2 separate regions of the Sus scrofa genome follow, and region 2 is linked to region 1. Evidence: chromatin contacts called from public HiChIP or PLAC-seq data. All regions are on one chromosome and are shown on one strand. Each heading gives the region's core, a stretch centred on a gene start, on an enhancer-like site or on the middle of the called end of the contact. The rest is flanking DNA. Distances are from core to core; before and after follow the strand shown.

Region 1 (3,253 bases), core at 383-2,882:
CCATCCCCCCCAGTTATTGCTGTGACCTGGACACTTGTGGCGTTCCAGAACAGTCTCGATGGCCGCTGAGTGCTTCCTTTCCAGGCCCTCCCCCTCCGCTGGAGACAGTGTGATTCTGGGACCAACCTCAGAACTCAACTCTGCACAAGACTGGCTTCAAAGGGGCTGATCATAGCCCCCCAACACCCTGGGCAGCTCCCTGGTGTGCCTGAGGCCAGGAGGCTGAACTGAAGGTAGACCTGAGCAGAGGCTGCCCCGAGGTCCTGTGGCAGATGTGGGCCCAACAGGAAGAAAGACTTGAGAGGGAGCTGTCACCAGCCCGGGGAGAAGCAAGCCATGCTTTGAGGGGTTGTGAGAGCTGAAAAGCTTCTGTAGTGTGGGATAGGGAGGTCAGGTGGACCGTGTAGCGGCTGATACTCTGAAAGCCAGGTATTAGGAAGAGACACAGGAGGGGATGCAGAGGCATTTGGAGGAAGCCAGGAGAGGGCTGGGAAAGGAGTCTGGTGAGGGTGCAGAAGCCAAGGGGCTGGGTTGAGGGCAGGGATAGAGACCTTGAAATTACTTCTGGAGTCTGAGACCGGACTCAAACCTGTAGGGTTTAGGGGTTTCTCACTATGTGGCCAGAACTCGGGGGCTCTCATGGGTTAGTGGACCCTCCCTTCCTGGGTGGGGGAACGAGCAAATCTGAGCGGAGATGCAAGCTCAAGGAATGGATAGGAGCGAGTCACGCATGCAGCGTCAGAAAGCGGAGGATTCGGGGTTCCAGGGGAGCAGGATCCCTCCCTCTTGGGTCTGAGGTTCAGCCCCAGGGGCTGCTCGCTTGCTACCATCCCGGGCTCCTTGGAAAGACTAGGGCGTCCGTTCCGCGTTGAAGTCTGGGCCCGAGGGGGTTGGAGGCTGCTTTCTCCATCCCGGAGGTTCTGGGCACAGAGAGGGGCGCAGCTCACTCCTCCCTGGGGGTCGCTGCCCTCGGATCGGAAGGGTAGGCGGCGCCCGCTCGCGTCGCCAGTCCGCGCACCTGCTGGGGTCTCTATTCAACCCAGAGTCTGAGGTACCGGCTTGGGACACCGTCCCTCCCCGGGCCGGGGGCGGGGCGTGAGGAGGGGGCGCCCCGTACCCCGCCTCCGTCGGGAAGGGGCCCGCCTAGTGCCCCTGGTTCCGGTTCCGGTCCGGCCCGCGCCCCTCCCGGACACTCACTGATTCGCGCCTCCAGAGTCTCCGGCTCCATCGCGGGCTCCATCCGCCACGGGCCCCCAGCCTCGGCACCGCCCCCCGCCCCCCGCCGCTCTCGCGGGACCTCCTCGGCACCGCCCTCGGCCGATTAAAGGGGCAACGTCCGTCCCAACGCGCGAGAGCGGAGCGTGAGAGCATTCAGCACCATAGAGACGAGAACTACTCGCCTAGAGCGTCACTTGCTCGCCCAACCCCTCCCCTAAGCGGCGACTGCGGGGGGAGGAACGGGTTGCCGGCCTCCTCGTCCACAGCGCTCAGGCCGGAGAGGAAGCAGAAGGACTCGGGGCTGAGAGCTGCACCATGGAAACCCCGCGGGACGCTCTAATTCGTTTCGCGTCACGAAAACGCTTGTGACCGCTTCCGGCCGAACGTTCCACCGCCATCTTTTTGAGGGGCTCTTAGGTCACTTCCGGAATCCTGAGCGGGTATTTCCGCTTAGATGTAAACATGGCGGGGCCTTAAAAGGGCAACGACTTACTTGGGCCGTTAAAGTTTATTGAGTGTTTACAGTTGTCCAAGCATCGTTTTAAGCACTTTTTTTTTCCCCCTTGGCTGCGTCCAAAGCATGTGGAAATTCCCAGGCTAGGTATTGAACCTGCGCCACAGCAGTGACAACAGGGGATCCTTAGCCGGCTAAGCCACCAGGGAACTCCTTTGAGAACTTTTACACATTTTTCTATTTACTCCTCACAACAAACCAATGAACCGGATCGTTTGAGGTCACACAAGTGGCAAAGCCCGAACCCCGTGCTATCTCCTGCATTCATTCTGAGATCATTTCATGCACCCCGCAGTTTCCAGGCCCCGGGGCACGTCACGAGCTCACCTGGGTCCGTTTCCTTCTGTCGCCCCCTGGCGGCCTTCCGGGGAACTGACCCGTGGTGTGCTCGGGAGCCTCCCTGTCTCCTGGAGGGTTAAAGGGAATCTGGCGAATCCGGTTCTGCTCAGCCGTTGCCTTCGCAAGCGACCTCGATTCACCTTGCAGAACCGAGGTGACCTCATCAGGGAGTTTGAGAGGCATGTGCTTGGGTCAGTTTTTCCCCTAAACTCAACTATTCAGCAAACCGAGATGCTTTTCTCAACTCTCCCCCACAAACCATTAAAATTATACAGGAAAGTGATATGTATGTTTATTGCATTCCTCAATAAAAGCTGTAACATAATATGTACTTAGAGCTCTTTTCGTTTGTTTCTTTTATTACTGTGACATGAATTGTTACAGAAATAATACATTTACCGCACTGATTTAGGGGCACATGCAGTCTGTCCAGGGTCACGTTTTAAAGAGAGCAGAGATTTGACCAGGGTTCAAATTCTGACCTCGCTGCTTTCCAAACTGCCCTAGGACAAGTCACTTAGCCTCCTTGGATCTCAAGACTTCCCATCTGAATCATTCTTGTTAGAATTCAGTGAACCAGTGTTTGCTAAGTGAATCCCCCCAACACAGGCTCCCCACTCACTGTCTCGGCTGAACTTTTCTCCTTAGCACCTGTCTCCACTGATTACTTCTTTTCTTCATCGTGTCTTTTGTCTCTTGCCCCCACTGGAAGGTAAGCTCTGTGAGGACGAGGAATTTCATCTATTTGGTTCATCGATGTATCCTCAAGGCTTGAAAGAATAACTGGCACATAAGTGTTCAATCAACACGCATTGAGGTGTTTCCTGGCGGCTCAGTGGGTTAAGGATTCGGGGTTGTCACTGTTTTGGCTCCGGTTGCAGCTGTGGCGCAGGTTGGCTCCCTGGCCCAGGAACTACAGCATGCCATGGGTGCGGCCAAAAAAAAAAAAAAAAAAAAATCATGCATTGAATGCATGAATGAGTTGAAACTATTATTCATAAGCTTTACCGGCAGAGGGATGCAGGAATGTGCCCACTGTTGCACAGCAAACGGGGAGCGGGGGAGCCAGGTCATACATTTGATGACAGCTCTAGGCTTGCCTCATTGAGTCCTGAAGAGCAGGGTTGGTGACGAGTCAGAAAAGTGGCTATGCAGGTAAGGCCTGGCCCAGACTGGGGCTCA
Region 2 (3,253 bases), core at 386-2,885, 540 kb after region 1:
GGCCACAGCTGCAGCTTAGGTTGCAACTGTGGCTTGGATCTGATCCCTGGCCAGGGGAACTTCATATGCCACCAGAAGGCTGAAAAAAAAAAAGAAAGAAAATAAAAGGGAGATGAGAAAAGTATTCCAGGCACATGTAACAGCATATGCAAAAGTCAGGGGCAGGAATTCCCTTTGTGGCTCAGCCTTAAGGAACCTGACAAGTATCCTTGAGGCTGCAGGTTCCACCCCTGGCCTTGATCAGCGGGTTAAGGATCTGGCATTGCCATGCGCTGTGGTGTAGGTCGCAGCTTCTGCTCGGATCTTGAGTTGCTGTGGCTGTGGCATAGGTCAAATCACAGCTCCAATTAGACCCCTAGCCTGGGAACTTCCATATGCTGCTTTTTGGCTAAGAAACCAAAAAAAAAAAAAAGAAAAAGAAAGAAAGAAAAAAAGTCAGGGGCAGTGGTGTTCCAGCAGTTAACACACCCATGCTAAAAACATTAATTTACGTAAAGATTGAATACAAATGCAGGTTTTTTGTTTTTTTGTGTTCTGTTTGTTTGTTTGTTTGTTTGTTTTAAGCATAAGGCTTCCGGGATGAGCAAGATACACAAAAGCAGCCCTAGGAGTTCCGTCGTGGCTCTGTGGTTAACGAATCCGACTAGAAACCATGAGGTTGCGGGTTCGATCCCTGGCCTCGCTCAGTGGGTTAAAGATCTGGCGTTGCTGTGGCTCTGGCGTAGACCGGTGGCTATAGCTTCGATTGGACCCCTAGCCTGAGAACCTCCATATGCCACGGGAGCGCCCCAAGAAATGGCAAAAAGACAAAAAAAAAAAAAAAAAAAAAAAAAAAAAAGCAGCCCTAGCCTCCTGAGCTTAAGATCCAAGATTAACGATAGCCTGGTCTCCGCCTCACCTCGTGTGCCCCTGGGCAACCCGCTGGTTCTCTCTCTTTGGTGTTTAAATTAAGTTTCTGACCTACTCCGCAGGGCTGTTGTGGGAAGTGACACCCGCAGGGTTGTTGTGGGAAGTGACACCCGGGGGAGGAGCACCCTGCGGAGTTCCTCACCAAGCAGGCCTTGACAAATGTTAGTTTCCTTTCGCTCCAGCAAGTTCTTTGCCAGTTTGTCCTCCCCGGAGCCTCTGGGTCAGCTGGCCTCCTCTCCCAGGCTTCTCCGGCTTTATGAGCCCTACTCCCTCCCTCCTACCCTCTCTGGTGGCACCAGGTGACACCATCCTCCACAGGTCCCCCTCCCGCGGCCACTCAGCCCGACCCCATTCTGCCGGCCTCCCCCAGCTGCTGCGGACAGCCATCCTGAGGGTGAAGCCAGGGCCGCGCCTTCCCTGCTAGGCTGCAGCCCCCAGCTCTGCTCTGGCCCCGGGGCGGCGGGGGGACGTCCCAGGCTGAGCATCCGGACGATCGAGCTCCCTCTAAAGAAAGGCAAGCGCCACGCCGCCCCCGCAGTCACCCGAATCTCGGGATCCTGGCTTCCGGGCTCGGCCATTGCCCGGCGCAGAGCGCCCCCTCCCCGCGCCCGCAGCTGTCCCCTCCTCCCGTCACCAACCTGCTGCCGGCCAAAGGGAGGAGACAACGGCACAGCCCACTGCTGCGGCCACTCGGAGCCCGGGCTGCCGGCGCCTTCCACTGGCCAGGCGGGAGCGGGGGAGGCCCGAGCCGCCGAGCCCTGCCCCACGCCCCTTCCGCGCCGCCCACCGCCCGCGGCGGATCCTGGAGCATCTAAGAGGCGCTGCGAGCCGGGCGGGTGGCCGGGGGACGGACGCGGCGCCGCGGCGGGAGCGCGGAGCTGGGCGAGGGGCGCACGATCCCCCCTGCGTGGAGGCGCAATGGAGTGGGCCGGCCGGGGAGTTGAGGGCTCCGGGTTTGAACCTGCCAACTTCTCCAGCGGGCAGGGGCGAGCGCCAGGGCGGCGGCGAGGGCGAGTGAGTGCGGCGGGGTGGGGCGGCAGCAGACGCCCGGGCCGCCCGGAGTTGGGCCGCCGGCCGGACCACCTGCCACCCAGGGGAGGGTCCCGGTGGGGAGAGTGGGGCGGTCTGCCCCAAGCACCCTGGCCCCAACCGGGGCAGAGGGCACCGGGCCGGGCTGGACTGGGGCGTTCGGGAGGCGGGCGAGCCCATGTTGCTGAGAGGCCGCAGGAAGGTTTGCTAGACGCGAGGCGCGGGTGCGTGCAGGGCTCCAGCGAACCGTCCCCATGCAGCCACTCTCCTGCAGTCCCAGGAAGGGGGCTTTAAGCCCAGGATGCCTTCTCCCGTCAACCTGGGCACCTTCAAACAAGATCTTGAGGGCGAGGATTGCAGCTTGTAGGGCCAGACACCCTCCCTTAGAAGCTCTCGCCCCACCTCTTTCTGCGCGGGAGGGGGCGCAAGGAGACGCGGAAACAGGCTTTCCTTAGGGAACCTACAACCCTAACCCCACCGCACGCCAGCAGCCCTGCCGGCTTGCTGTAAACACGACACCCCGGGGGAGTGCAGCGGGGCAAAGCTCATCCTCCCAGGCCCTACCCCACTGCTCCCACGGTCCTCATACCGGTCTCTTTCCTGATTCCCACCCGCGCCAGGTGACACGCAGAGCTGAAACCATGGTTCAGCAGGTGCTCTACCGGGCGCTGGTCTCCACCAAGTGGCTGGCGGAGTCTGTCCGGACTGGCAAGCTGGGGCCAAGCCTGCGAGTGCTGGACGCCTCCTGGTACTCGCCGGGCACCCGCGATGCTCGCAAGGAATACCTAGAGCGCCATGTGCCCGGCGCGTCCTTCTTTGACATAGAGGAGTGCCGGAACAGAGAGTCACCCTACGAGATGATGCTGCCCACCGAGGCGGGCTTCGCTGACTACGTGGGCCGCCTGGGCATCAGCAACAACACGCACGTGGTGGTGTATGATGGTGATAACCTGGGCAGCTTCTATGCGCCGCGGGTGTGGTGGATGTTCCGGGTGTTTGGCCACCGCACCGTGTCAGTGCTCAATGGTGGCTTCCGAAACTGGCTGAAGGAGGGCCACCCAGTGACATCTGAGCCCTCACACCCAGAGCCAGCCATCTTCAAAGCCACACTGGACCGGTCCCTGCTCAAGACCTACGAGCAGGTGCTGGAGAACCTCGAATCAAAGAGGTTCCAGCTGGTGGATTCTCGGGCTCAAGGGCGGTACCTGGGCACGGAGCCGGAGCCAGATGCAGTAGGTAGGTGTCCCCGTGGGAGAATGGTCCCTGGGGAGCAATGCCTGGAGGAGAGACAGGGAGTAGGAGGTCTGGGACCCTC

The links. HiChIP or PLAC-seq counts read pairs in DNA pulled down with a chosen protein or histone mark.
Region 2: an H3K27ac HiChIP or PLAC-seq map of alveolar macrophages shows a contact between it and region 1. The contact joins the promoter of MPST here to the promoter of GGA1 in region 1.

The regions. Positions count from the first base shown.
Region 1 is chr5:10,212,198-10,215,450 of Sscrofa11.1, forward strand. It overlaps GGA1 (ADP-ribosylation factor-binding protein GGA1), which reads right to left and starts at 1,633. Exons shown (of 19, transcript XM_021091505.1): 1 at 1,198-1,633. The coding sequence starts at 1,240.
Region 2 is chr5:10,748,191-10,751,443 of Sscrofa11.1, forward strand. MPST (3-mercaptopyruvate sulfurtransferase) reads right to left here and starts at 1,636. Exons shown (of 3, transcript XM_021091532.1): 1 at 1,548-1,636; 2 at 1-79. It overlaps TST (thiosulfate sulfurtransferase), which reads left to right and starts at 1,074. Exons shown (of 3, transcript XM_005663810.2): 1 at 1,074-1,423; 2 at 2,559-3,174. The coding sequence starts at 2,580. MIR9819 (microRNA 9819) reads right to left here and starts at 1,420; the gene lies at 1,323-1,420.